Linked DNA regions of Mus musculus: all the other regions are linked to region 1. Evidence: chromatin contacts called from public promoter capture Hi-C data. All regions are on one chromosome and are shown on one strand. Each heading gives the region's core, a stretch centred on a gene start, on an enhancer-like site or on the middle of the called end of the contact. The rest is flanking DNA. Distances are from core to core; before and after follow the strand shown. Region 1 holds the start of Riok2 (RIO kinase 2). Region 2 holds the start of Prdm9 (PR domain containing 9). Region 3 holds the start of Pdcd2 (programmed cell death 2). Region 4 holds the start of Chd1 (chromodomain helicase DNA binding protein 1). Region 5 holds the start of 4933401D09Rik (RIKEN cDNA 4933401D09 gene). Region 6 overlaps Prdm9 (PR domain containing 9). Region 7 holds the start of Fam120b (family with sequence similarity 120, member B).

Evidence for each region. Promoter capture Hi-C pulls out the DNA fragments that hold promoters and counts their contacts. Capture Hi-C pulls out chosen DNA fragments and counts their contacts.
Region 2: a promoter capture Hi-C map of pre-B cells shows a contact between it and region 1, with 7 times the contacts expected there. The contact joins the promoter of Prdm9 here to the promoter of Riok2 in region 1. A contact is called at or near these places in 9 of 39 promoter capture datasets (the C10 cell line, cranial neural crest, embryonic stem cells and 4 more), 3 of 115 datasets of contacts at active chromatin or transcription factors (astrocytes, large pre-B cells and pro-B cells) and 2 of 9 other capture datasets (adipose tissue and liver).
Region 3: a contact with region 1 is called in a promoter capture Hi-C map of pre-B cells, with 6 times the contacts expected there. The contact joins the promoter of Pdcd2 here to the promoter of Riok2 in region 1. A contact is called at or near these places in 14 of 39 promoter capture datasets (the 3T3-L1 cell line, the C10 cell line, the HPC-7 cell line and 11 more), 1 of 484 Hi-C or Micro-C datasets (cortical neurons), 4 of 115 datasets of contacts at active chromatin or transcription factors (astrocytes, epiblast stem cells, pro-B cells and 1 more) and 3 of 9 other capture datasets (adipose tissue, liver and pancreatic islet).
Region 4: a promoter capture Hi-C map of liver shows a contact between it and region 1, with 6 times the contacts expected there. The contact joins the promoter of Chd1 here to the promoter of Riok2 in region 1. A contact is called at or near these places in 2 of 39 promoter capture datasets (embryonic stem cells and liver), 3 of 484 Hi-C or Micro-C datasets (B cells, CD8 T cells and muscle stem cells), 10 of 115 datasets of contacts at active chromatin or transcription factors (acute myeloid leukemia, astrocytes, cardiomyocytes and 7 more) and 2 of 9 other capture datasets (adipose tissue and liver).
Region 5: a promoter capture Hi-C map of liver shows a contact between it and region 1, with 6 times the contacts expected there. The contact joins the promoter of 4933401D09Rik here to the promoter of Riok2 in region 1. A contact is called at or near these places in 9 of 39 promoter capture datasets (the 3T3-L1 cell line, cranial neural crest, embryonic stem cells and 4 more), 2 of 115 datasets of contacts at active chromatin or transcription factors (the NIH/3T3 cell line and large pre-B cells) and 1 of 9 other capture datasets (adipose tissue).
Region 6: a contact with region 1 is called in a promoter capture Hi-C map of pre-B cells. The contact joins the enhancer-like site here to the promoter of Riok2 in region 1. A contact is called at or near these places in 10 of 39 promoter capture datasets (the C10 cell line, cranial neural crest, embryonic stem cells and 5 more), 2 of 115 datasets of contacts at active chromatin or transcription factors (embryonic stem cells and large pre-B cells) and 1 of 9 other capture datasets (adipose tissue).
Region 7: a promoter capture Hi-C map of pre-B cells shows a contact between it and region 1, with 5 times the contacts expected there. The contact joins the promoter of Fam120b here to the promoter of Riok2 in region 1. A contact is called at or near these places in 5 of 39 promoter capture datasets (the 3T3-L1 cell line, the C10 cell line, hippocampal neurons and 2 more), 2 of 484 Hi-C or Micro-C datasets (CD8 T cells and pre-B cells) and 1 of 9 other capture datasets (liver).

What each region holds. Positions count from the first base shown.
Region 1 is chr17:17,372,374-17,376,309 of GRCm38.p6, forward strand. Riok2 (RIO kinase 2) reads left to right here and starts at 1,959. Exons shown (of 10, transcript NM_025934.2): 1 at 1,959-2,297. The coding sequence starts at 2,232. Gm36768 (predicted gene, 36768) reads right to left here and starts at 1,843. Exons shown (of 4, transcript NR_168690.1): 1 at 1,641-1,843; 2 at 801-861.
Region 2 is chr17:15,561,721-15,565,329 of GRCm38.p6, forward strand. Prdm9 (PR domain containing 9) reads right to left here and starts at 1,611. Exons shown (of 10, transcript NM_144809.3): 1 at 1,501-1,611; 2 at 1,094-1,217; 3 at 695-802. The coding sequence starts at 1,569.
Region 3 is chr17:15,524,985-15,528,677 of GRCm38.p6, forward strand. It overlaps Pdcd2 (programmed cell death 2), which reads right to left and starts at 2,317. Exons shown (of 6, transcript NM_008799.2): 1 at 2,007-2,317; 2 at 1,389-1,628; 3 at 285-416. The coding sequence starts at 2,289.
Region 4 is chr17:15,703,086-15,706,861 of GRCm38.p6, forward strand. It overlaps Chd1 (chromodomain helicase DNA binding protein 1), which reads left to right and starts at 1,882. Exons shown (of 36, transcript NM_007690.3): 1 at 1,882-2,227. 5830433I10Rik (a long non-coding RNA gene) reads right to left here and starts at 2,292. Exons shown (of 2, transcript XR_001782213.2): 1 at 1,229-2,292.
Region 5 is chr17:15,630,049-15,633,932 of GRCm38.p6, forward strand. It overlaps 4933401D09Rik (RIKEN cDNA 4933401D09 gene), which reads left to right and starts at 1,740. Exons shown (of 4, transcript NR_045431.1): 1 at 1,740-1,847; 2 at 2,969-3,051.
Region 6 is chr17:15,544,800-15,548,743 of GRCm38.p6, forward strand. It overlaps Prdm9 (PR domain containing 9), which reads right to left. Exons shown (of 10, transcript NM_144809.3): 10 at 1-561. It also overlaps the pseudogene Gm18564. Among named protein-coding and RNA genes, the nearest start is that of Prdm9, 17 kb to the right of the region's middle. Within about 2 kb of position 1,807, at least 18 of the 459 cell types and tissues checked have an H3K27ac peak or open chromatin away from gene starts, as enhancers often do. A contact at or near this core is called in pre-B cells, where this site is marked.
Region 7 is chr17:15,394,836-15,398,428 of GRCm38.p6, forward strand. Fam120b (family with sequence similarity 120, member B) reads left to right here and starts at 1,411. Exons shown (of 11, transcript NM_024203.3): 1 at 1,411-1,725.

The DNA.
Region 1 (3,936 bases), core at 709-3,208:
GGGGAGGGGAGGGGAGGGGAGTGGAGAGAGATTTGCCTGTCTTTGCCTCTCAAGTTCTGGGATTAAAGGCACATGCCACCACAACCCAGCTAAAAGGTTTTTCATAGGTAACTGTCTAAGGGAGTTGCAATAAGAACAAACAGACATGACTACAAACTGACTCAAAGAGATGACATAGATTGTTAAATACATTGAATTCCAGACTTTAAAAAAAAAATGAGAACTTTAGGCACTCAGGGTCCTTTATGAGAAGCAACATGTGTCTGTATGAGTTTGACTACAGTGGAGAAGTCTGGGAAAGGGAAATTCAACATTCTTAGTCCTTGGCTTTTCTGTTACATCCAGTGGTTTTTTACACATCTCCTTCCCATAAGTTCAAGTTTTAGGACTTGGGATTAAGTTTCCCCAGAGCCTAGAAAAAAAAAAGTGGTATCTATATTTGATAAATGGTGAATGGATGAAGAATAGGCTAAGTCAGCTGTGGGTCCAGACCCCTTTGGGAACCCCGTCTCCAAAAAAGTATTTGCATTACATTAAGAATTGTAACAGTAGCAAATTACAGTTATGAAGTAGCAATAAAAAACAATTCTATTGTTGGCAATCACCACAAAATAAACTGTATTAAAGGACCGCTGTACTAGGATGGTTGGGAACCACTGGCTTAAGTCACACTAAGTATGGTGAGAAAGGAAGATTGAATTTAAATCCTTTACTCATAAATGACTTGATTACTAAAAAAACAAACAAACAAACAAAAAACCCACAATATTGAAAAGATGAGAAATCTGGACTGTGATTACCCCAATATTCCAGAACTTGGATCCAAACCCACTCAATTAGTGGTGGCTCTGTGGAGCAATGCTGAAAGGAGACAGAAAGACAGATAATCAAAGCTTCAAACTTTTTGTTTTCACATGTTCTAATGTTAATGTAGAAAGAAAAATTCCATTGTGTACAACGGTCTTAATTAGTTAAGTCCTAATTAGATATGCCTAGAATCCTGTATTCAAGCATACAAGACCCCAAAGACAGGAACATAGAGATGAAAAAGGATTGATCTTTTGTTTCGATTTGATGATTTTAGATTACCAACTACTTTAGCTGGACCGATACGGACACTACAGCCTGCTGTCTGCCCCTATGCTTTATGAAAGAGCTTACTCCAGGAAGATACTCAGCACCACTCTCCAAAAGGAGGAAATGAATACATTGTTTCTTGGAAACTGGAAGGAGTGGAGTATGGAAGGAACACGAAGGTATCTTAATCTGAGTCCTTAAAGTTTGCACATACCTCAAAAAAAAAAAAAAAAAAGTTACACACCAGTCGTTGGCAATCTCTCAAGTATAAAGCAGATCATAACACTGGACACTTATAGCGCCCAAGCTTAACCTAAGAGCTGACCAGAGAAGATCTGCAGCTTAAAGGACTGAAATATAGATAATTCGTGAAATGAGAAACACAGGTACTGAATATCACATGAGTCACACTTGTTACTATGCTGCTGCTGTCGGGATGAAGGTACGGTAATAAAAGTCTTTGTCTTGGGTACATTGTCTTGTTAAGCCTCCCAAATGCTCCTGGACCCAAGAAACATTGAGGTGCGCGCTTTCTTTGGAAGCGAGCACTGGATAGTACGTACAGAAGCTCCTCCTAACCCGTCCTGGGATCAGCGTCCCAGGCCAGCGGGGCAGCTCCTAACCCGGCCCTCCTCCGCCGGACAGGGGTGGGGCTGCCGAGAGACAGCGCGTGCGGCTCTGTGGCCACCCTTTCAGTGGTTTTGCTGGCCTCCGGTCTCGCTTACTCATTTCCCTCCCTGACTTTACAGTGCACAGTTGCTGCACTAAAAGTGGGCGTGGCTCGGAACGAATAAAACACGCCCCTCTCGTGACGTAAGCACTGTTGCATGCGGAAGTCCGGCCTTAATTCCAATCAGGTCCTAGCAGCTCTGAAAAGTAACGTGGCATACTATGTAAAACATTTGCAACTTGCCAAATCAGTCAAACGTAAATTATTTATTTAGGGGCTGAAAAATCACTTCTGCCTGATTTTTAGCTACAAAAACGAGAAAAAAATAGCATTTTTCTACTGCTTCTTGAGCACGTGTTCTTACCTAGCGATAAGCACCTTAAATACAGGGCGCGTGCGCGGGCAGGTCGCCGCCGAAAGCCTGCGAGATTACCCAGCAACTTTGCGTCTTCCCAGAGAGCGTCCGTGGTGGAACTGGGCAAGCATGGGGAAGGTGAATGTAGCCAAGCTTAGGTACATGAGCCGCGATGACTTCAGAGTTCTGACTGCGGTAAGGAGTACACCTTTCTTGCTTATCCATTCGGTGACGTCCTCCTCCTGCTATTCTAAGGTCGCTGGGAGCTGAGTGAGGGCTCTCTGATTTGTGGATTGTTTGCCGAGGCTGGGATCTGGGTAAAGGGCACCAAGGTCTGATTTTCATGAAGCTTTGTGAAAAAAAGAACTATCTTTTACTAAACATGGTTCTTCCTTTCAGCTTCTTTTGCTGCAGATGTGCTTACGTCTCTGTGGCCCGGGAAATTTCATTGATCTTTGGCTTCCAAACTAGGGGAGGGTGGGAGTTAAGTCCTCTAATAGACTCAGACACTTAATGTTAAAAAAAAAAAGTCAGCTTTCTCTATCAAATATAACAGCAGAGTGCAAAACAAAGGAGGAAAGGAGATGCCTCTTAGTCGACCAGCAAATCAATATGTTAACAATGTAGTCAGATAGTAAGTACCGTGAAGGTAACAAAGGATAAAGAAATAGAAAGTAGCCACGTGTTGGAAGGATACTGTCTTTGAGTTTTACAGTGATGGAGACAGAATCCAAGAATCTTGTCTTTACTGTTAATCGAACTACAAAGTTTGTCCCCACCCCCCGAACCAATGAATCTTAACTGCCGGAGAAAAAAGTGTCCTTGGAGAGAGTTGTAGAAGAGGTGTCCTTGGAGAGAGTTAGAGGCAAATTAGAGCAAAAACTCAGAGATGGGAGGGAGAGTCTTCATAGAAGAGAAAGGTTCGATATAATGGTTGGGGACATACATGGAAAATGAGAACCAAACCATATAAGCCCTTGCAGGCCTAGTAAACGATGTGTGTGTAAGCCCGTGATTTATTTTTATTTATTTTTTAATTCATTTATTTATTTATTTATTTTGGTTTTTCAAGACAGGGTTTCTCTGGGTGTCCCTGGCTATCCTGAAACTCACTCTGTAGACAGACTGGCCTCAAACTCAGAAATCTGCCTGCCTCTGCCTCCCAAGTGCTGGGATTAAAGGCGTGCGACACCACTGCCTGACCTGTGAATGTTTTAATTAGGAAGATGACAAAATCTGATTCTGTAGTTTTAGTGTTGTGGCACAGAAATCAGGACAGTTATGTAAGGTTAGAATGAGTCAGGCTTTGTTTAGGAGTTGCTGACTTTTGGTAAGGGCTGTGTTGCATAATAGGATATGAAATGTGAGTTGCCTGGTTCATGTATTATTTTAAGCCTTTGTAGCCAAGTTAAGTAGGTAACGTTTACAAATTCATCAAATGCAAGGTCCACATGAACTTTGGCATGTGCTTCCTTTTTCCTATAGCTTCCTTAATTAACCTGGCTTTTTCTTTAAGTAATGGCTTTCCTTCTCAGCACATTCATTCATTTCTCAGTGTCTTGACAAAAATAGGGTAGTCGATAAGTGTATTGGAGGATTGGGGAAGCAAGGAAAGGAGATAAGAACGAGCTAAAACTTTCAAAGGCGCAGTTATGGTGGGACACCAGAGTAAAGATTTTTCTTCCAGAATTTCTAAGATCCTAAAGACTCACCTAGGCAGCAGACTTAACATTCTGGACTCAATGGATGCCACCAGTGCTGTCTTCCCTGGCTGCTCCCTGTAGGAACTTCTTTGCCATTTCTTTGCCAGTTACCATTTCTTGACTTGTTGCAT
Region 2 (3,609 bases), core at 361-2,860, 1.8 Mb before region 1:
GCAAGGATGAGGACAAATTGGAATGCTTGAATGACCACCTTTGATGGGAATATAAAATGGCACAGCTACCAGAAATAGTAAGTCCCTCAAAAATTAAAATAGAGCTGGGCGTGGTGGCCCATGCCTTTAATCCCAGCACTTGGGGGGCAGAGACAGGCAGATTTCTGAGTTCAAGGCCAGCCTGGTCTACAGAGTGAGTTCCAGGAAAGCCAGGGCTACACAGAGAAACCCTGTCTCAAAAAAAAAAATTAAAATAGAATTACTTTATGATTTAGATTTCTTTATGTACATATAAAGAGTGAAAATAAGATCTTGAAGAGACATTTGCACAACCATGGTCATATTTACATGATTAATAATAAGCACGCAGGCTACAGACTAGGTAAGGTGCTTATCCTAGCTACTTTGGGTTTGATATTTCTTGTTCATGCCCAGATTTGTATATATTTCATATTTATTATATTTATAAATAGCATATAGTTTTCACATATTTTAAAATGTACAGGAATAGATTCTTACTATTAATTTTGCATTGCATCTTGTTTGTTTGCTGACCCTTGATTCTGAAACACCCAGTTTTCAGAAGTTGGTTCTGAGACATTATGGAACCTAAATCTGGCTTGGTTTCCGATGGGTACTTCTAAATTCTCCTGCCCCCTCACCTCACTTCTAAACTCTCCTAGCCTCTCCTCACCTTGTTGCTTAGGTGTCCACTCTTCATCAGAATCCTCACTGTCATTTATTTGGGGTTTCATTGCTTGCCTTTGGTAACACATGAAAGCTGGTCTAGGGGCTCTGAGACCTGAAAAGCAGCAAAATATTCCTCTTAAAAAGGCCCTAGAGGATGGAACAAATGTATCACAAGGCCAGGTAGGCTCTGGGTGTGGAGATGAGATCTCTACAGGGCCAGTGCTAACATTTAGTCCTGGACACACAGACACACACACACACACACACGTTTCCTCTAAACTTGTCTCCATTGGGAACTGTACCACTGTAGATACCTGGGAAGACCCTAACATAACATGGGAACATGGGAACTGAGATTTTATTTTTTTAATCTAGACTGGTTCAACCGAAGACTTCTTGTTACCTATTGAAATCAGCATTTTATAGTTCCTTTTCACATTTCTATAGCGAATTTTCTCCCACTCTCCCATCTCTGCCCATTCTTCTTTGGAGAAGTATATGGAAATGTCTTTGAATTCATCTTTGACCTGGGGGAAAAAAAATAAAAACAAAAAACGGAACATGCTGGGCCGGGCTTGGGACCCTGGAATGTGGTCTCAGTGACCAAGGTTATCCTCCCATTCCCAGAACCTTCTTTAAGCAAACACTGGATGTTCATGCTGACAGAGCAGTTGCTAATGAGCCTTTCCTCTCTCACATATCGGGACCCACCTTCTTGTCATAGGAAAAATCAATATGGTATTGGTACTCAAGGCTGTTTGCCTCTGCCCACCCCATGATCCTCCTGACTCAAGGATAACTTCGTACTACCTTGGGTTTCCACTCGAATTTCCCTGTATCTTCTTCAGGACTATTTTCTTCCAGCTTGTTGGTGTTCATGGTGCAGGACATTTCACTGGAGAGGTCCAGGGTCCTATGGTCCTATGGATGAAGAGGTAACTAAGGGCCTTAGGCGATCAGAGATGCCCACCAGCACATGGGAAGGAGCTAGGGGCTGGGAATCCATGCAGCCAACACAGGCAGCTTCTTCGGACTCCGAGGTCTAGTACTCTGGTGCAGGAGCAAGGATTCTGGACTGAGCCCTAAACCTAGGCACCGACCCTCCGTCCGGGTCAGGACCTGCGACAGCAAGGAAGGAAGATTCCTCCCGCCAACCGGTGTCCCCCCCCACCCCATTCCCACTTGCTCTTCATCTGGACCAAGGAGTCAGCCAGGGTCTGAAAGATGTTTTCAGGTAAATGGATTCGGGAATCCCGAGTACAAGGGATTGAAGTCCCTCTGGTGAAAATGTAGGAACGCTCTGGCTGAGATTTTAACTTTGGGGACCTCGGGCTGAGGAGTGGGGTGCATCAGATTGAAGGAATTGGGTTCGTAGGCTAGAGGAGTCTTTCAGGCTGTGAAATAAGGTTTGGAGACTCGCAGTCTGACGAGATTTGACGATTATGTCACGAAGAGTTGGGATTTGTCACGTCGGAGGTATTTAGGGTCCTGCGGGACGAGAGCATTTAGGATCTCTGGAAGCCAATCTGGAGTGACAGACAGGTCCTCGAGACCGAGGGCGTCTGGGGTCTTTGGGGCTTAGGAGAGTCTCTACGCTGAGAGTCCAGGTTTCCTGTCTGGAAACTTAGTCTCTCTGAGGCGAGCTACCCAGGTTCCTCAGGCAGAGGCTGGGTTGGTTCCGCACAAGTGCATTTGGGACCTCACTCAGCCAAAGGGCGTTTGGAGTTCCCGAGAAGCTGAGGTGACCGGGTGTGTGCGTGTGAGCGCGCGCGCGCGTGTCACGCTGAGGGGGTCCGAATCTAATTTAGGGGATATGGGGTCTCACGGGCTGAGCCTAGAAAGCCTCGCTGGTCCTGAAGGTTTCGCCTGCACTCATGGTCCAGAATCCCGCGGCTCTGAGGCCACCGCCGGCGTTCGTCCCTCTGAGGAGTTCCGAGGCTGACTGACAGGAGAATCCGCCAATTGACAGACAGCTGGCTGAGGGGCGGGAACAAGAAAAGCGGAGGGCGGAGCTCTGCCTGTCAGTCAGGGTGCAATTCCTGCCCGTGGCTTTCTCCAGGCTGCCCCTCCCCTCGCTGGGATTGCCAGGCCCCTGCACGAATCAGGTAGTGGCCAGCGCGCAGGCGCACACTTGTTCTCTGTGCGGCGTCCGTTCCTTCAGACTCCTCTTTTTCAATGTGGCAGGCTGTGTTACCTGACCTGTGTCCTGTCTACTAAAGGTCTTAAAACCATGGAGCAGAGCTTTAAGTGCTTAGGTCTGCTCTAGAGTGGGGTTTCAGTCAATCTCCAATTGGAGCTGGGCACCGGGAAGCCGGGGATGAGGGTGGGACCGGAAGTCCAGCTTTGGCAGGCATACCCTGAGCTCACGTCTCGCCTGAGATAAGTAGCTTAATCAAATAGATAGACAAAATCAAAACAAATAAGGCTCTCCGGAAAAGAACCTAAAAATTAGGCTATGAAAGAGTTTAAAAAAAAAAAATTTAAAAGCCTCTAATTTAACAATAACTTTAATAAATAAGCACATAGGTTTACTAAAATGTTCGTGGCGTAATAATAGAGTGCCTTGGCTAATATAAATCGTTATTACTGAATAGAAATTAGCTTATAAGAGGGGTGGAGAGATGGCTCAGTGGTTAAGAGCACTTACCGCTCTTGCAGAGTACACACATTCTCTTCCATCACCATCGCGGGGGCAGCTCACAACCCCTCACCCCGTAACTCTAGTTCATGGGATCTGATGACTTTGATGACTTACGTGGTGCACTTACGTACACTTAGACCTACGAAAATACACATAAATAAATAGATCTTTTAAAAAGAAATTAATTTAAAATGTCTAGTGATAAGAATACGAACTACCCGCTGCTAGTGCAAAATAAACAGGCACAGGTGCGATACCCCAACTCTAGTTTGACTTTC
Region 3 (3,693 bases), core at 1,067-3,566, 1.8 Mb before region 1:
TGGACTGATGATCAGCACCTGTGTGGGCCAACAAAGACACAGCCCCAAAGCATGGACTCTAGAGGAAGTAGCCAAAGGATGTATGTGAAAGTGGAGCTAAAAGACTACATTACAAAGGACCTCTCTTGTCAGACGTTCTGTAGTGACTTAGGCTCTATAATCTTCTACCAAGACGTTCTCTGCCTCACCACAGATACACACTGATGGTGCCTTTCCTCCCTGCCGTTTTCCCCCTAAGGTATATTTGGTCATAGTACTGTAAAATTGATGCACAGACTCCTTACCCATGCTTCCTGTAACTTCAGAATAATCCTCCATTTCCACAACCTCAGGCAAAATTTCATCTTCTGTTTCTGTTACAATTTCAAATTCTGGAAACAGGAAGTTGTGGTCTGGAACCATATGGTCTATTTTGTCTACAATAAAGTTATTAGCATCATTAATAAACATTGAGTTTTGAGGACCTAAAATTTTCCCATTTCTAAGACGTTAAGTTCTGAGACCTGTGTTGTTGAGTGAATTCATCACAGTTGAACATCAGAGCTGCTATGGAATAGGGCAATCACTATGTAACCTCATACAAGCCATCACATGAAGTAATAGACAGTAAATGTGTGTGTGACACTGCTACATATATAACATGGCTTATTGTCAGTAGACAGGCTCTTACTATGTTGCCTAGATTGCCCTCTAACTCCAAATCCTCCTGCAGCTGGCACTCGAGTGCCAGGACCACAGATAGGCACCACCACTACGAGCTGAGTAACAACTGTTAGCACTTGCTTGTTCTTAAGTATTAGATATTATACACAATACCTAACACTAAAGATCTGTTTACACCAACAAAAGCATGAATAAAGTGGAGAGATACAGTCTACAAAGACACTGAACAATTAAGAATTCATTATTCGGATCAGGGATGCATGAATGTGATTGTAACGCTTTTTGCATGACCACGGTTAACTACTCTTAATAATACTACCTGTTAATAAAGCTGGTTGTACTAACCAGTACCCCAGAGCTCGTGTCTCTAGCTGCATATGTAGCAGAAGATGGCCTAGTCGGCCATTACTGGGAAGAGAGGCCCCTTGGTCTTGCAAACTTTATATGCCCCAGTACAGGGGAACACCAGGGCCAAGAATCAGGAGTGGGTGGGTAAGGGAGCAGGGCTGGGGGGGGGGGGGGGGGTATAGGGAACTTTCGGGATAGCATTTGAAATGTATATAAAGAAAATATCTAATAAAAAAATAAAGCTGGTTGTGTTTTAGATTAGCGAAGTGTTCATGTTACCAGTTCCTAAAACTTTTAAAGTATGTTTTCTAATTTCAAGTTTAACCAGAAACTGGAGTACCTCAGTTGACAGAGACGGTAAGGCTAAGTTGTCTTACCTGACTGTGTACAAGCCTGCTTGTGTCCCAGCCGCCAGTCTAATGTCTGATGCTCCTTGCTGCAGTAATGTGCCTGTTTGCACCTAGAGCATGTCATAGGGGCCAAGCAACCACAAACCCGACAGAGATGGGCTCCAGACTTGAGCTGGAGGCACACACATTCCGTACCCAAAGCTTCTGTTTCAGAAGGGGGCTCATAGGAGTAGAATGCGTTGTTCCTTGGTAGCTGATTACGAAAAACTGAAATGAAGAGGAGAAAGGGGTACGTGAGATTATCTTTCCGTGAAACAAAATAATTGAAACATTTGAACCGTTTTCGGTGCTTCACCTCATAAAACCTCATTTAAGGAAAACCTAAGGTTTTTGCTTTCGGGGTGGGGGGGCGGTTTTTATATGAAAGGGAATAAAAATAAAAGCTAAAGAGCTTTTAAACCCGGGAAGAGTTCCGTCTGACAAGAGAAATTGGCTTTAAGGAGTCCGTGCCCAGGATGAAAGGGACACGATTCTAAGACAATTCCGGTACCTGAATACAACCACTCGCGCCAACCGATCGTCCTACGTCCAGGGTTCAGCCCCCGTGGCAACCCTCGCCCGGGTCCTGTCCCGGCGGCCGCTCACCTCGCAGGCCGGCGCAGCACGGCGGCTCGCGACAGCAGAAGAGAAAGAGGCTGCGGTGGAAGGCGTCGTCCCGGCCCGGCAGCGGTGCGTACACCTGCAGCAGGAAGGCGAGCGGGCGGCCGCAGCGCGCACACGCCAGCGCCCCGGGCCCCGGCAGCTCCGCCAAGCCCAACCACGCGGGCCGCCCGCCCACTTTGCTGGGAAACTGCTCGCTGCGCAGCCTCCAGGCCGGTGCCTCCTCGGCGAAGCCCAACTCCACAGGACCAGGGGCGGCTGCAGCCATGCTCGCAGCAGGACTCTGCCACCAGGCCGGAAGAGGGCGGTCACGTGTTAGGCCGGAAGGCGGGAGGCGGGGTCAGATCTCGAGCTGGGACCGGACTGGAGGTAACCCTATAGGCAGGAAGCAAAAGTGAATAAAGGACGCTGGTGAGCAAGACTACCTCCATCGAACTGTCACTGTTTCTGGGGATCCGAAGGCCGGAAGCTCTTCAGACCTCTGAGATTAGGGTGTCGGTTGTAGATCCTCAGGTTGGAGTGAGGGAAGTGGGGGCATTCTCAGCACTCGGGGACAAAAGACAAACTTTAATTAGTTCGCAGCTGTAGCCTTTCGCTATTGGGTAAGAGACTCAGCCCGGATCAGAAACATTTCATGGTTTATGCCGTTAGATATTGTCATAATCTTTGTGATTATCTTAGAGTGGTCTTTTAAAATCTCTGCTTCAAAAGAGGTTTTTCCCGGAGCTGAGCAAGTTTTACAGAAGCTGAATTTTCAGATTTTTATTATGACAGTTTCTCTAGCAAATGGAACTTGCTAAGTGGATATTGGTGGTGGTCACTTCTTAAGGGAGAACAAATGCGTGCTTCCTTTGGAAGAGAAAGGGGCAAGTAGGCTTCCCAAAGCAGAAGTTAGCAGTTTAGGTTATTCTGTTATCTCAGAACAGAGAGTTTCTTATTCTCTTATCTTAGTTTTATGAAACTGAATACATCCTAAGTAATGTCGCCAATCATAATTAATGTTGAAGTTTGCTATTTTTATCTTCTCTTTCAAAGGGAGGCTCTGTTCTCCTGTGGAAGAATTGAGGTTGGGGGCGAACCCACACAGACCCTTGAAACCTGTCCTCATGCAGTTAAAGGATGTTCAAAACTGGGGTGGAGGAGAAAGATGACCGGATACAGTTGAGGAGGAGCACTCGAAACAAACGTAAATCATAGCGCTCTGCTTCACACAGTTGGGTGCTCCCATACTCGCTGCCCTGTGTGTTGGATTTAGACAGGAAGCAAGATGTAAAGACAAAACAACAGTGGGTTTTTTGGCTAGTGTAAACAAGAATTCCTGGAAAGGAGCTGTCTACAAAGTCTGGTTAACTAATAAAACTTTTTGACTTTGAAGAGTTTAGAATCTTTAGAAATGGTACTATTTCTCTTGGGTTGTCTTTAGCCCCTTAAAGATACCTTAGTGGCCGCTTTTGTGTCAGACCTAACACCTTGATAAACAGATAAAGACTATTGGACTGTATTAACAAAATGCTATTCTCCACCAATCAAAAGGCTAACAATGCTATCAGATGGTGTCTCAGGTCTGTACTGAGATTCCTCTGTAACTACTTAATGTTTCCACAAATGCATTCATTGTTAAAATACCTTGATTTCAAATTTCCTTTTTGTTCTGTTACTATAAAAACTCCAT
Region 4 (3,776 bases), core at 632-3,131, 1.7 Mb before region 1:
CCTGCAAGCTGGTTTCACTGCCTCACGTGGGCTGTGGCACACCCACAAACACTAACAAGAAACAAAACTTAATTTGAAAAATTGAAACAGAGTTTAGTCACTCAGCTGACAAGTATTTTTTTTTCGTTACTTTTAAGACTTGAACAGGACAGGGAACACCAGGACCCTGGAAACTCTGTCTAGAGAAACAAACAAATAACCCACAAACCTATGCTGAGAAACCTTGTCTCAAATGGAAAAGGAAAAAAAAAAAAAAAGACTTGAACATGCAAGATTGTTGCAATTTTTTATACATTGTATTTCTCTATATTCTCCAGTCTTTCTTCCTCCAGTGTTTCTAAGAGTTTACAGAGTACTGAAGTATATTATGATCTTATTCAAAACATAAAGCTCCAAGTTTAAATTTTCTTCCTTTCTTTTCTTTTCTTTTCTTTTCTTTTCTTTTCTTTTTTTCCTTTCCTTTCCTTTCCTTTCTCTTTCTTTCTTTCTTTCTTTCTTTCTTTCTTTCTTTCTTTCTTTCTTTCTTTCTTTCTTTTTTAGGTTTTTCGAGACAGGGTTTCTCTGTGTAGCCCTGGCTGTACTGGAACTCACTTTGTAGACCAGGCTGGCCTCGAACTCAGAAATCAGCCTGCCTCTGCCTCCCAAGTGCTTGGATCAAAGGTGTGCGCCACCACCGCCGGGCAAAGTTTAAATTTTCATTAGAAATTTCCCAAATAGCTTAAGAATCATTTGGAGATATTATGGCAGCCAAACTCATTTGACTTCGAAGGAGAGGTCTCTACAGAAAATGCAACTTCAAAAAGTAAGTTGAAAACTTTAAAAAGTTAGACCCACAAGGTGGGTACACCAGCAATTCCTTTACTACCACTCCGGAGGCTGAGGCAGGGAGATGGAGAAGTGGAAGACCAGCCTGGCTTTGTATACTGTCTTTAAAGAATCTTTTATTTGCAGGCCAGGTAATGAAATCAGAAAGAATTTTGATTTAAAAACAAGTAAGCAAACAAAGTTCCAAATCCTTGCAAAAACAGTCAGCCTTGTGGTGATGGCACACGCCTGCCTGTAATGCCTAAACTTCGAAGGATCACCCTGAGGCCACCCTGGGCTACATAATAAAACGCTCTTTCAAAACCAAAAAGCATAATAAAAACAAAATTGAAAACCGTACATAGATTGCTACATCACCACGCTTGAAGAGATTCTGCTTCGACATACTGAGGCCTGCGGATACAGTAATGACAGTAACTGTCAACTAAGCTGCAGCACCTTAGATCCAGTTACCAACGCCCCTCCAGTTCCGATTCCGCACGGCACCCTTCCACCCGCATTCCAGGGAGCGATCTAGGCAGGCACAGTTGTAAAAGTTCTTTTATGAACCAGGCATGGGCCACCCACACACGAATCAAGGAGCGTCCTGGGAGGTCAGCAGCTCGAACTCTATTTTCTCTCTTTCACTAAAGCCCCGCCCGGGAGGAGACTTAGTCGCTGGTCGCCCAGGCAAAGATCGCAGCGGGAGGCGACTAGGTTGCCCAATAGTTCTCTAGCTGCCCGGGTGACGCAGCAGCTCCGACCGGACTCCGGACACCCGGCGCGCGCGGCCGGCCCCCACCGCAGGCAGTCCTGGGCCCCCGCTCTGGATCCCTGCGCATCCGTGCCGTGACCAGAGCGCCCATCCCCGGGAGCCCCACGAACGCCAGGGGTAGCGCCGGTTACGAGTGCGAAGGCCGAGCCTGGGCTGGACTCGGTGGCTTTCCCCGAGGGGCGTGCACCACCTCGGCGCCCCGCCCCGCCCCGCCCCGCCCCCGCGCGTCGGCGGAAAGGCCGGGCGTGCGCGCCGCCGCCGCGCGCCGGGAAGGGGAGTGAACCGAGGCGGTGACGTCGCTCGGGAGGCGGAGGCGACAGCGACCTCGGCGGCGCCGCGCGGCGGAGACGGTTGCGCTCGATCGCGGTCTTGGCGTCATGGCGGCTGCCGGCGGCCGATAAGCGGCGGGGCGGGAGCGCGGACGGAGGAGGCGCCCTCGGTACTTCCCGCTCGGCCCGGGCGCCCGGAGATGAACTGATCGTCGGACCCGCTCCCCAGCTCCGCGCGTCTCCGCCCGCTGCCTCCCCTCCCCCTCTGCCGTCCGCGGCGCGGGTCCCGCGGCCTGGGCATCCAGGATCGCGGGCCCCCGCGCGGGGCATCCTCCGCCCGAGGCGCCGGCCCGCGCCACCCTTCGCCCTGTGCCCGCCGGTAAGGACGGGTCGGCGAGGCCGGGGAGGCCGGGAGCGGGCGAGGCCCGCGAGGCCCGGCGCGGCGCCGGGGGCGTGGGAGAGCGGCCCGGCGCATCCTCAGCGGCCTGGCGGCGCTGCCCGGCGCGCGGAGGGGACCAGCACGTGGGAGCGCGGGGCGGGTGGGGGGGAGGGGGCGGTGGCCGGGCGAGCCCGGGAGGGCGCGCGGCGGGGCTGCGGGAGCGGGAGGCGGGAAGGAGGCCGCGGCGCCCGGCTGCGGGGAGAAGGTGCAGCGGCCCCGCGCGGCGCCGCCCGGCAAACTTAGCCGGGAGCCCGGCAACTGCCAGGCGGGGAAGGAGGCTGCAGAGGGAGCCCTGGCCACTTCGGGGGCTCTTATTGTTGAGACGCGGGAGCGTCCGGAGTCCGGGCGCTCGGAGGAGAACTTAGGGCCGGACGGAGAAAGGAGGCGAGGCTGGAAAGGAAGTCCAGCGGACGGGGAAAGCCATCTTGAGGGGCGAGAGGAAGGTGAAAGGGAAAGCGCCTAGGCGAGTGAACTTTCTCAGCGCAGACTTTGCGGAGAGGAGGTGGAGGACTTCGGCCGGTTTCACCGGGGCTGGAATTAATAGTTAACGTTAGGAATTACTGTTGAGTGCTGTGGATCTTAGGTGACCTGTTCTCCCAGAGGTATGGAGACTGAGCTCTGCAGGTTGGAAATCCTGATCCAGGTGCAGAGTCGGCCCCCCGGGCGGAGGTGGCAGCAGCCTGTTTGGCCCCTCTGTTCTTTGGAGTGGAAATAATCAGTTAAGTCTCTGCTGGAGTCGGAGGACAACTCTGTTGCGTCCCGAGTGTGTCTTGGTGGTACTTTCTGGCTGGGGAAGGATCTGACGTCTCCTTCCCCCGCTTCTTCCTCTCCCTCCCCTGCCAGAGATCTCCTTTGTTTATTCGTGGTTGGCTTGTAGGTGACTCTAGTGCTCTGGCGGAAATCTTGAGAGGTGGAAATATTGTCTTGCTCCCCACCCCCGTCCCCGTCGTTTGCCTTGAAAATAAGATACAGTGTGTATTCTTTGTATTGCCTTTTTATGTTTTTTTTCAAGGCGTCTTAAGTACCTTACTGGGTATATAATTTTTTTTTCCACTCTACCATTGGTTTACCTGGTAAAAACTGTCTGTTTTGACGTTTGTAGTTTTGCTAAGATCATGATAACCTTTTATTACTCTCTTTTCCGAATGAACATTTAAAAACTTTCCTTAGCTGGATATGAAGTTCTTAGTAATAGGAGTTAGTGCTTCAGTAAACATAACCCTTACCCTCTCGTCGTTTGTTTGTCGAAGTTACCGAGTAGCATTTTCTCCTCTTTGGGAGTATGTATATGTTACTTTGTTTTAGGAATCTATATAAATAGTGCTACACAGTAGTAATTAGTCTGGAAAGTTTGTTGCTCTTCTGTCAAAACAGCACTAGCAGTGGCAGGCTAAGTCCTAGCAAGCAAGAATGCACTTAATAGATGCCTAGTTCTTGTACGTGAAAGGCGTCTGGGCCTTCGAGCCACCTCTAGTCTGATGGCCTAGGT
Region 5 (3,884 bases), core at 490-2,989, 1.7 Mb before region 1:
AGGTGGTAGGAAATCTGGAGGTGCCACAGGCATCTGCATAGATGCTGGGAATGGGTGCAGACTGGAAGGAGAAGGCTGCAGAAGACAGGAAAGGGAGGCTGCAGAAGATGTTCTGCTATAAAGCCATGGATAAGAGGAGGGGAGGAGGGGGAATGAAGGCTGCCTACCTGATTTCCTGGACAGTGTAGTCCTGTTTGTTTTTTGAGACAAGGTCTCTCTAGGTAGTCCTGGTTGGCCCTGGAACTCAGAGAAATCCTCTTGTCTCTGCTTCCTAAGTACTGAGATTAAAGGTGTTCAGTAACATGTTTGGCTTCAAAATGAGAAGTTTAAAAAAGTAAGATCTGGATCAAATGGAATTACAAGAGGGTTTGAAGTCACTGGTAGTAGGCAAGCGTCTATTTTCTGACCAAGATCTTACAGAACTGATGAGAGAATGAGGTCTTATGTACAAAGTGGGGCTGAGGGTTTAAAATAACATATGCTTCTCCATTGTGGTTAGAAATAACGGTCTGACATTGAAGATGGCTTAATAAATGGGTGTCAGATCATCCAAGCAGATCCCGATGTATCCAGAGAGACAGGAATGTGGGGGGTTAACTTCAAAGCATTTTAGGTTGTTTTCAGCTCCCGACTTCTTGTCCCAAGTAAATTCAGCATTTCTGAGACCCTCAGTGCAGTATTGGGGATGTCTAATCAATGTGTAAGATCATTGCTGTACAAACACGAGGACTTGAATTTGGATCACTGGCGCCCACATAAAAATCCATAGCAACATGCATCTATAAGCCTAGTATTAGGCTGTGGAGACAGAAAGATCCACAAAATTCACCGGTCAGGCGGGTTAGCTGAAATCTGTTAGCTCAGTGTTTAATGAGAACCACTTGAAAACTAAGGTAGATTGAGTGTGATGGTGATGCCTTTGATCCCAGTACTCAAGAGGTTCAGAGTGGTCAGGGCAATGTAGAGTCTCTTTCGCTCTCCTTCACCCTCCCCCTCTCCCTTTCCCTTAAAAAGAGTGAAGAGGAGCCTCAGCATGGTGGTGCCTACCTTTAATCCCAGTATTCCAGAAGCAGAGACAGGCAGACCTCTGAGTTTGCCCGCCAGCTTTATCTACATAGCAAATTCCAGGCCAGCCAAGCAGGTACATAATGAGACCCTGTCTCAAGTAACAAAACACAAACCAAAAAGGTAAAAACAAACAAACAAACACCCTAAAAACAACCAAAAACCAACGCCAAGGTGGAGAGCAAGAGAAACGTGAAGATTGTAGACAGTGACCATCGGTTTCTACCCATATACTCACACAAGAGCACACACACGGTGGTTTAGCCCCCTTCTCTACCCTGCATTATCCTCATACATTTTCGTTCCTTTAAATGTTTTACTTAAGGAATGTTCCTCTATACCCCCTCCCCCAAAATGTTCCATGTAACCTCTCCCAACGGCCCCATTGGTTCCCGTTTCATCTGGGAAAAAAAAAAATTTTTTTTTCACAAAGAAGAGAAACTCGCGCTGCAAGGGACCTTGATCCTTCCCCCTCAGGCCAGATACAATTCTTTACACAGTTCCTTTACTTTTTTCTTATTCCCCTTCTTTGATACTCTGTAGCTCCCTAACTGCTTCTGCTAGCTCATTTTAGTGCGCGGGGGTGGGGGGTGGGGTGGGGGGGCGGGGAGCGGGGGTGGGGTGGGGGGGGACAGGGCTTCTGGCTGTGAGAGTAGTCACGGTCACCCTGAATCAACACTATCCCCACCAGGCACTAATCAGTTCCGTCTCTCCTGCCTCTGCTCCTCCAACTCCCTCCACCTTCCTCCGTTTTACTCTGCAACCAAATCATCTGCTTACAGGTTTGTAACAGTTATTTTTCAAAAGTCTCTCTAGGAATGCAGGATGGCAGGATCCATCGCAACAGATGAAATTTAAACTCTCCTGCTAAATTACCAGAGGACCTCCTCTTCAACGAACCGAACCGGGAACTACGCCTGTCTGAAAACCACCCTCCTCACCTTAAGTGTCTTATGCGGATAATGAGGTAAAAGAGACAGTAAGAGAAACCTCTTGAAATACTCGGGCACCATCCTCAGAGAGCTTCAGGAAGTCTCTGGAGGTAGCTTTGCTAACATGCCAGTTTTAGTCACTATTGTTTTTCTCTCCTGGGAAGCAAAACTTTAATGAACAGTATTTAACCTGAACAGTCCCACAGTACCACAACCCTGGGGACTCTGATAGCACTTCCTGTCCCAGGCTCTTGGCCAAGGCTTACTCAACTGGCTCCCTCTCTGCAATGGACAGATTCTCCTGTAGGCAACACTCATTTGAGCTTCAGTCCCTTGACCTCAGTATTTTAAGTTCTATTAAAATTAAAATGAATAGTCATATGACATTTTAAGTTAGGCTTTGAGAATTGGCTGTCATTGAACTTTTTGAGAATAAATCAGATTAGTGAAAAAGAGTGAAGTTATGCTGCAAATTCTAGACCAGGTACTATCTTAAAGGCAGATTTTTCAAAAATTATATTTAATTGTTTTTATCTTTTATATGTGCAAGTGCACAGTGTATGTGTGTGTGTGTGCGTGTGTGTGTGTGTGTGTGTGTGTGTGTGTGAGTGTGTGTGTGTGTAGATGAGAAGGCAAGCTGTGGGAGTCAATTCTCTCCTGTATGTGTCTGGAGGGTAGAACTCAGTTGTCAAAATAATCTTACTCCCTTCATTTCCAACTACAGGTAATAAACCTTCATACACAGGTTTATTAGAGGGATTTCTTATACCTGTGTTTGATGAAAGACAAACTTAAATCTCTAAGTAAGGAATTGGATTATTTATTTATTTATTTATTTATTTATTTATTTGTATTTTTTGCTGCTAATCCCCTTTCAGGGGCCTGCTTCAATCTCTCTAGAATATACTGTCCACACATGTTTGCTTCACTGTGGCAAGTGAAAATCTGCTTATACTGCCTGTGTCTTCCAGATACATTTTTTTTCCTGCAAAAAGACACGAAAGAAGGAGAAACTTTCCACTCCTAATGAATATGAGGATCTTGATAAGTCTTGGTGAGCTCAGCCCTTCATTCATTGTAGCACTACTTAGCATCCCTGTGCATTAATACAAACTAAGACGTTAAGCAGCTCCTTCCCCTTTATTAGACTTTCCAACTGTTCACAGGACTTTTTATTTGAAAGGTGGTATATAGTCTTTTTGTATTATGTTAATGTACAAGCATCTGCTAAGATAAATTTATAGAACCACAATTATGGAGTCAGAGAATGCGTGCATTTATACACACCTGGTCCTAACAGGTGCTCTCAACATGCATCCCACACACAGTCTGGCTGGCAATATGACACCTACTTCACCACATAATTTGGCCTTAACCAGTCTATAGATAAAATACAGTGTTTCTGTGGTTTGGAGTATTTTTATTTACTTTGGTTTAGCTATAGTGTGGTCTTTATTGTTGTTGTTGTTTTGTTTGTTCGTTTGCTTATTTGTTTGTAGACAAGACTTCCCTTTGAGGTAGACTAGAGAGCCTCAAATTCGGGTTACTCTTACCTCATGCTTCCAAGTTCTGGCATTGTAGGCATGCACTACCACATCCAATGCACAATCAAAGTTCTTTCCATCACTTCCAGCTGGCAAAACAGCTCAGATGGTCAAGGTGCTAGCTGCCCAAACCAAGAACTGGCACTTGATCCTTGGGACCCACCTGGTGGAAAGCATGCACCAGCTCCTTCAGGTTGTCATCTGTACCTTCCCCTCCCCAGCCTGAAACCTGTTTGCTCAGGTTTCAGTGTTAGAGAGCATCAGGGCAGAGCTTGACGCCCTATCATCCTGCCACTCCCACTGCCGCTGCCTGCCAACTAGCTGTTCCGGACCTATCACGTGT
Region 6 (3,944 bases), core at 557-3,056, 1.8 Mb before region 1:
CCCTGCAAACATAGGGCTTCTCCCCTGTGTGTGTCCTCTGGTGCTGGATGAGGTGTGAGTTCTGTGTAAAGCCCCGCCCACACTCCCTGCAAACATAGGGCTTCTCCCCTGTGTGTGTCTTCTGGTGCTCATTGACATTTGACTTATCACTGAAATATTGCCCACATTGTCTTTCAATACTTGAGATTTCTGATGCAATAAATGATTTGACTGTGTCCTCTGTATTTGTTGTCTGGCCTGTTCTGAGCTCTTCCACAGTTCTCTTACTTTCCTCAGATCTCATTTGTTCTTTGAGTGTGCTGGGAAAGGTTGTTGAAATCCTCTGCCTGGGTTTGGATTTTCTTTTTACTTCATTGCTGGCCTTGTCATTTTTGTTCTGTGAATCAACATGTTGTTCCTGAAGCTGATCTGAACAGGGATCTCCTGGTTTAGGATTTATTCTTGCAGATGTTCCTGGGAAGATTTCAGTGCGATGATTCCATTCCATATGTTGAGTGAGGAATTTCTGACTTGAGAAGGCCAAAGAGCACAAAAGACAAGGATGAATTTCTGTCCTTAGTTCTGTGGAAAGATAAAGTTTTTGATGAGACTGAATATAATAAATTGCTTAGGCATCTGATTTTCTATGTGGTCAGGCCTACCCCATTACTTAGTCTTCATGAGTTAAGGCACACCCAGCTAGGTTTGATGGTTCAAAGACAATCTGGTCAATGAGGTAGGATTCTATAGCCAACACAAGTTGTCTGTCTCCTATCAAGTGCAGTGAGTGCATTCCATCATCCTTTGGGTTTTTTTTTTTTTTTGTCATTTTTGTTTGTTTGGGGTTTTTGTTGTTGTTGTTTTGTTTTTTTTGAGACAGGGTTTCTCTGTGTATTCCTGGCCATGCTAGAATTTGCTTTGTAGACTAGAGTGGCCTTGAACTCACAGAGATTCTCCTGCCTCTGCCTCCTGAGTGCTAGAATTAAAGGTGTGCACCACCTTTATTTTAATTTTTTTATTCTGTTATTTTATTGGATTTTTCTTTATTTACATTTCAAATATTTTTATTCTGTTTTTATTTTAACTACATGTCCTCCAAGTAGGATCAGAAGCAACCTTATTCTTGGTGTAAACTGCAACGGCAAGCAAGCCCTACAAACTATAAGCATCTTTTTGGTTTTTATATCCTACCTTACCCAACAACCCTACCTCACCCAGTTCCACTTAGTCAGGTGTCTGGTCACCTTTCCCTATGCACTCTCTGCACCTATTTCATACTATGGAGACATAACAACACTTCCTTAGGTGGAATTTCCCTTACTGGATTTTCCTAAAAAAGGAAAATTAAATGTAATTGGAGCCCATCCAGCTAGAAGATCAACAACTATGAGTACCTGGGTAGAGTTGTTGATAAAAGCAGCATATGAGTTTGAAATTGTCTTCTCATTCTAAGACATAGTCAGTTGGGGGTTCTCCTTTAGGTTAAAGAAGACAGGATGTTCTGGGTCCTGCTGACTAAAAGTGTGCTCCTGCTGCCACACCTTGGCTATAAAGTACCTTTCTCAATGATCCACAAATTGTAAAATGAAAGTTAATTTTCTCCTCATACCAAGTACTCATGCTTATTTCATTTACATTTAGCCCATTTCAAATATAACAAAAACCCTGTTTCAAAACACATCTTACTCAGATGTCTTCTCTCTGTGGCCCACTAGTCCTTTGCATGCAATCCTTTCCCCCTGGAAACTGAAGCAATCTCTGAGGTGGTTGCACACTGCACTATATTTTTGAAAATTCGCCAAAGCATCATTGTAGAACAAAGAACTGAAACCCCGCTATGCCTCACTCTCACTCTCCTGGGACCTTCACAGGCTCTACATTAACAGGCTCACATGCATTTCTCTGGCATCTGCTTCCTTCCATGAAATGACTTCAACCTGTTCTCAAAAGTGCAGCCCTTTCATGCCTTGAGACAGTTACAACAGCTATCTCCTCTGAGACCATCTGCTTGCCCCTCCCAAATCTTCCTTCAATAGCCTTTATATTTACGTCTACTCCACGGGTCTCTAAACACTTTTCCTGACTCTGCATAGGTCTGTACAAGTATGCATGCTTCCCTAGTCCATGAGTCAGCTAAAGAGCAGGCATTTCAATATTTTTGTTTATTTTATATATTTTTTCTCTCCTGGCACAGAGCCACAATTTACCTGACATCTAACTGACATAGTGCCAGATGACATATTTATATTATTTACATATATGAAAGAAATTAAAAAGAAACCAAAAGGAAGGACCAGAATAAACTAATTCAGTAAAAAAGTTGATGGGTACGTGAAAACTTTTTTCTTGTTTTTTTTTTTTCTGGACTCTAACCTTATAGCACTTATATGTTGTTATATATTTTGTTCATAAAGTACTTGAAATAAATTTAGGGGTAGAGAGATGGTTCAGATGTTAAGAGTATTTGCTGTTCTTACAGAGTACCTGGGTTTGATTTTGGCACCTACATGGTAGCTCAAAACTATCTATAACTCCAGTTCCAGGAGATCCATCACTGTCTTCTGGCTTCAGCAGGCACTGCACGCATATATATATACATGCAAGCAAAAATTTATACATACAAAATAAATATAACAATCCTTTTAAAATTAGAATATTTAGCCGGGTGGTGGTGGCACATGCCTTTAATCTCAGCTCTTAGGAGGCAGAGGCAGGTGGATTTCTGAGTTCGAGGCCAGCCTGGTCTTCAAAGTGAGTTCCAGGACAGCCAGGGCTACACAGAGAAACCTGTCTCGAAAAACCAAAAAAAAAAAAAAAAAAAAGAAAAGAAAAAGAATATTTAAAAGCATAAAAATTTTATAACACTTTAAAGCACACAAAATGATCTTTAATTTCAGAAGTTCTCAAAAATTCACTGAATTTATATTGTATTTCACTTAGCTTAAGAATTGAAACACAAGATGTCTTGAGGGCTCTGAAACTCCACACAACGGTGTTCTACTGCCTGAGTGTACCCATCTGAGGTGATTCTTGCAGCCCAGGGTCTGCTTCAGGAAAAAGTCTCCTCCCGGTTCATGCAGGCCATGAAGCCGGCTACCTAGAGCTCCTAGGTACATATCCGCGCAGTACTTGCACTCCTGTAGAGGCTACTGCTCCTACTGCTCTAATATTCTGAAGGAGCCCGTGCATTTAGAAGGGTGTGGACATGTCTTCTGTAATGACTGTACAAGTGACTGTTTTGGAACAGGATGTGTTACACTCTAGCTTGGAACCTAGACTTCAAGATAAACGGGCAATTGGACAGTATGGCCCAGCTTTACAGTACGCGTCAAAACTTGATACATGATAATAAACTTTTAGATCCAAAAGATGACACCTCTGGACAATTTTATTTGGTTATGAAAAAAGGAAGAATAATTTAATAAAAATGTAGTTTAGCCCTCAAAGTAAGAAGGTCAGATATGCTGTGAGTAAATTGTACAAACACAGTACAGACCCAGCCACAAAAGACAAAAAGATGACAAACCCTGGCATGCTTCGGTATATATGAATTTGTTTCTACAAGTCCTCATGAAGTTGTTTCTAAGAAGGCTAAAGCAGTTTCCTAGAACATCTGCAAAAAAGCAGTAGAAGAAATCTTTACCTGAGATCAACCTGGAGTGGAATTTAAAGTCAGGGAAGAAGATAGTAGATTTGAGTCCAAAGAGGAATTAGAAGGCCTCCCTCTGCAGCCAACCACCAGTAAATAGTGACATAAACTAATTAGCCAGTAGCTCTGTTACAGAATTTGAATGGTCTGAAAGCTTGACTGAAGTCTCTATAACCACTGAGCATATAGTGTCTCCAGACACTGTGAACAAGAGTGAAGAGGAAAGTCTGTATAAAATATTTTCATTCAGTAGGGCATAATAGAAATCCCAAAGGTTACAGCTGGTCTCCCAATCCTATTTCTAAAAGATGTGAGA
Region 7 (3,593 bases), core at 161-2,660, 2.0 Mb before region 1:
ATAAGGGTGGTGGCAGTTGCAGGTTTAGTCTCACCTTTTGTGGAGACTTGAGACTTGTCAATCAAGTAGCTGCCCCTGAAGGTTCCTCAGCCTGTTGTCAGGGCAACTGTAATGATTACTGCTCTATTCTAGCTACCAATGTCCAGAGAAGACTTCACGGCAACTGTAGATGCCACAGAGACTTTGTTTCAGTCAGGGGAACCATTACAATCAACCACCACCCAGCAGTTTCATGGCCTTGGGAAACTGACCATGACACCTTGAGATGGCTCTTAGATCACCCTACTCAGTGACCCCAGCCCAATGGCAGTATACAGGAGAAAGTTTTTTGTTGTGGTTGTTTGCTTTGCTTTGTTTTTCTGCAAGTTGCCCCTGTGCTGCCAATAAAATTTACTCCAAGTGGTACTGATGCCTCCTTGTAGTCTTGATCCCGGGTAGGGTAGCTTGCGTCGGTTGCATAAAGAACAGGTACAGCACCCAACAGAAACCAATAGAGGGCTGTTGTAGAGGCCATGGAGTGCTAAGACTGTGAAGGACTACGGGAGTGTTGGGAAAGTATAGCATAGAGGAGAACAGAAACTGCAAAAGATAAAACACTACTGAATGCAAGCGCCAGCTGCTCTAAAGAGTCCCAGAAAGTCACCGAGTTGCTACCTCTGGCAGCTGAGGACGCATCCTGGAGCTGTAAAGCTAAAGGCAGAGAACCCCTCTACCATAAGGCTAGCACAAGCTGTGACTCAACAGCTAAAACTGTAATCTTGAGATCCAAATGTTTCCAGCACCCCAAGTTGGGGGCTACCGACACAAAGGATGCTTTAGCTTATTGGAGATTTCCATCCAAAATACTAGACAGCCTGAATGTAGCCCACAAGGATGGCCACTTCACCCAATAAAATGACCAGCATTATTGCCTATGACAACTCTGTAAGTGGACTCTCGGCCCTTGATGCTCCTTGTCCAAGCTGTGCCGCCTTTCAGTACTGGTACTCCTAAGGGGATTCAAGACCAAACCAGGATCCTCGCAGCTTCCCATACTCTGCGTGGTTGCAAGCTGTGGTCTGTGGCATTTAAAAGGGTTTCCAGTGACTATCCGCTGCAGCCTGTGTGCGTGCATTACCGGAGCAAGGCACCCAGTGCTAGTGCAGGCTGCCACTCAGCCTGAAGACTTAGCCTATGGGACAAACACACTTTTCCCAGTCCGGCTATCCAGCGGCGTGCAGGCGTCCTAGGCTATTCCCCGGTTGCTAGGCAACGGGTTAAAGCTTCCTTCTTCCTGGGTGCCACCCACTTCGCCTCCCGCTCTAGCGCTTGCGTACTACATCCCTTTCGTCTCTTCGTCCTTTACTTCCAGTTATATAAGCACAAGCTTCACTTTGTCTAACCAGACACTTCTCCGGGCGGAAGTTCAATAACGGAAGCGGAAGTGAGCACGCCGTAGACTGTGGGTCTGAAATCTGGTTGACGCAGTCTGCGGCCACTGCTGAGCTTTGGGTAGGCCAGGCTGGGGAATCGGCCCTGGATCTCTGCTGTCGCATCTCCCTACCCCAGACTCCTTCCAGCATCAAGTCCACTATCCTCGCCGTGGCCACGCCCCTCCGCATCCTGGCTTCTCTGCGTCCTGGCTGTTCCTCCCTGGGTGGAGGGGAGAGGCAGCCATCCACTTGCAGGTGGAGCGGGGTGGAGACTCTTCCTGAGCCCAGCTGCAGGACACTGAGGACCAGCGAGGTAGACTCTCAGACTCTGGTAGCGGCTGGGGAGGGAAGAACTGGTAACTGGAAACCAGGTTGGGAGGTTGTAGGACCTTAAGTGATGGAGAGGCGAAGGGGCTGGGCCTCAGCTGTGTTGAGTTCCTCTGGGGAGGGGACCATCCGTTTGATTTCGGCCTACATATGCTCTCAGATCTTTCCACCTTAGGGACTTGCTGTTACCCACGTCCAATGTCTCTCATCATTTTCCCTATCTCCCATCCATTAGAGGATAGCTCCTGACCTCGACTGACATTAGGTTAGTGTACGAACGCCTGGCTACTTTTTTCTTTACCTGTTTTTGAAAGGCACCAGCAACTGATGCGTTATTTCTCTTGCCCCCACCTTGACTATAGCACCTCCCAGTTTAAAAAAAATATCTGTTCAGCCAGTCTTCCAGACGTTTATATCTGTGAACACCTTTGGCCCCCCCCAAAAAACTTACGTGGAGAGCATTTGAAATCATTTATTTTCCACACTCAAAGACTCTACTCTTATCTCTGAACTGGAGTCTGGATATATTTATGGAACTGATAATGAAAAGTTCACGAATCCAAGCTTTGGCTTCGGAGTCCTTGATTTCAGTGTACTGTGAATACAACACCCCTCTGTTCATAATTATAGAGCCTTTACAACTTGCTATTTATCTTATGTTGCTGCTTTGCAAGTGTTCTTGTCCCAGTTTTCCCCTCCCCATTTCCACCATCTTCAAGGTGTGCTTGGTATTTGAAAGAAAGGCCTGGTCATTGGGTAGAGCATTGTAACTTCTGTGTTGCAGATACTAAACTAATTTCATTTACTTTCTGAGTTGACTCCACCTTGGTAAGAAGGATGCATTCCACATAATGCTATCAATTGTTGCTACAGAACTTAATACCAAGTATAAATAGTTTTAATTTTATTGTTAGGCATTATTTCTCTCCATCGCTCTCTCTGGCTATAATGGGAGTCTATAAACTGTGAATTGGTTCTTGATCTCACTTAATACATCCATCTGCCCCTGGTTTTATTCATTTATTTTTTCCAAATAAGCATTGATCCTAGCGTATGGGAGACATTTCAGGGTAGAAAAGCCCACCCTACTGCTTGGAATTCTCAGAGCTCTCAGGCTGTATTTTGAGCAGCCTACAAGGACGACTATGTTGTAGGAGTAGGAGTGAGCTATTTGGAGAGTTTCCTTGTCTCAGCATCTATTTACTTCTTATATGCCTATTAAGACTTAACCTGTTGTCTAGCTGTAAAATTCCTAATTTATTTGTATGTTGGTTTTTTTTTTTTCAGTCATCTTGTAATAACTCCTTTAGGGAACAAAGAACTTCATTACATGCTTTTAGCAATAAAGAAAAACAATAATAACTTAATATCCACAGCTGTCTTTTGGTGATTGATTGATTGATTGATTGAGAATGTACTAGTTGTGTGCTATGTGATAGATGATGCCTCAGGAAGCATAAAGAAATGCCTGTTCACCTCAGGTAGACCACTGACAGCAGACCAAGAAACAAAAAACAAAACAAAATAAAAAAAATAGATTCCAACTAAGTCTAGCTTAGCAAACCAGTATGTTTATTGAAGTTCTTTATGGGAACATGGGTAACTGAAAGCCCACTCTAGCATGAATAAGAACTCAAGAAAACTGCATCCATGAAGCTCTCTTCACAAACTCGCAGGCCCCCCAGGCTATTTGGAGAGCCTCCTTTCCTGAGCAGTTACTGCGTTTGTAATTTTGGGGCAGGTCCTTATGAATGTTATAAGTTTGGGGGACTTCCTGAACCTTATGAGGTTCCGTTTTCTTTCCAGGAAGGAATTGGGTGTTGTGGATATCTAGCAATTGAAGACCCTTTTGAT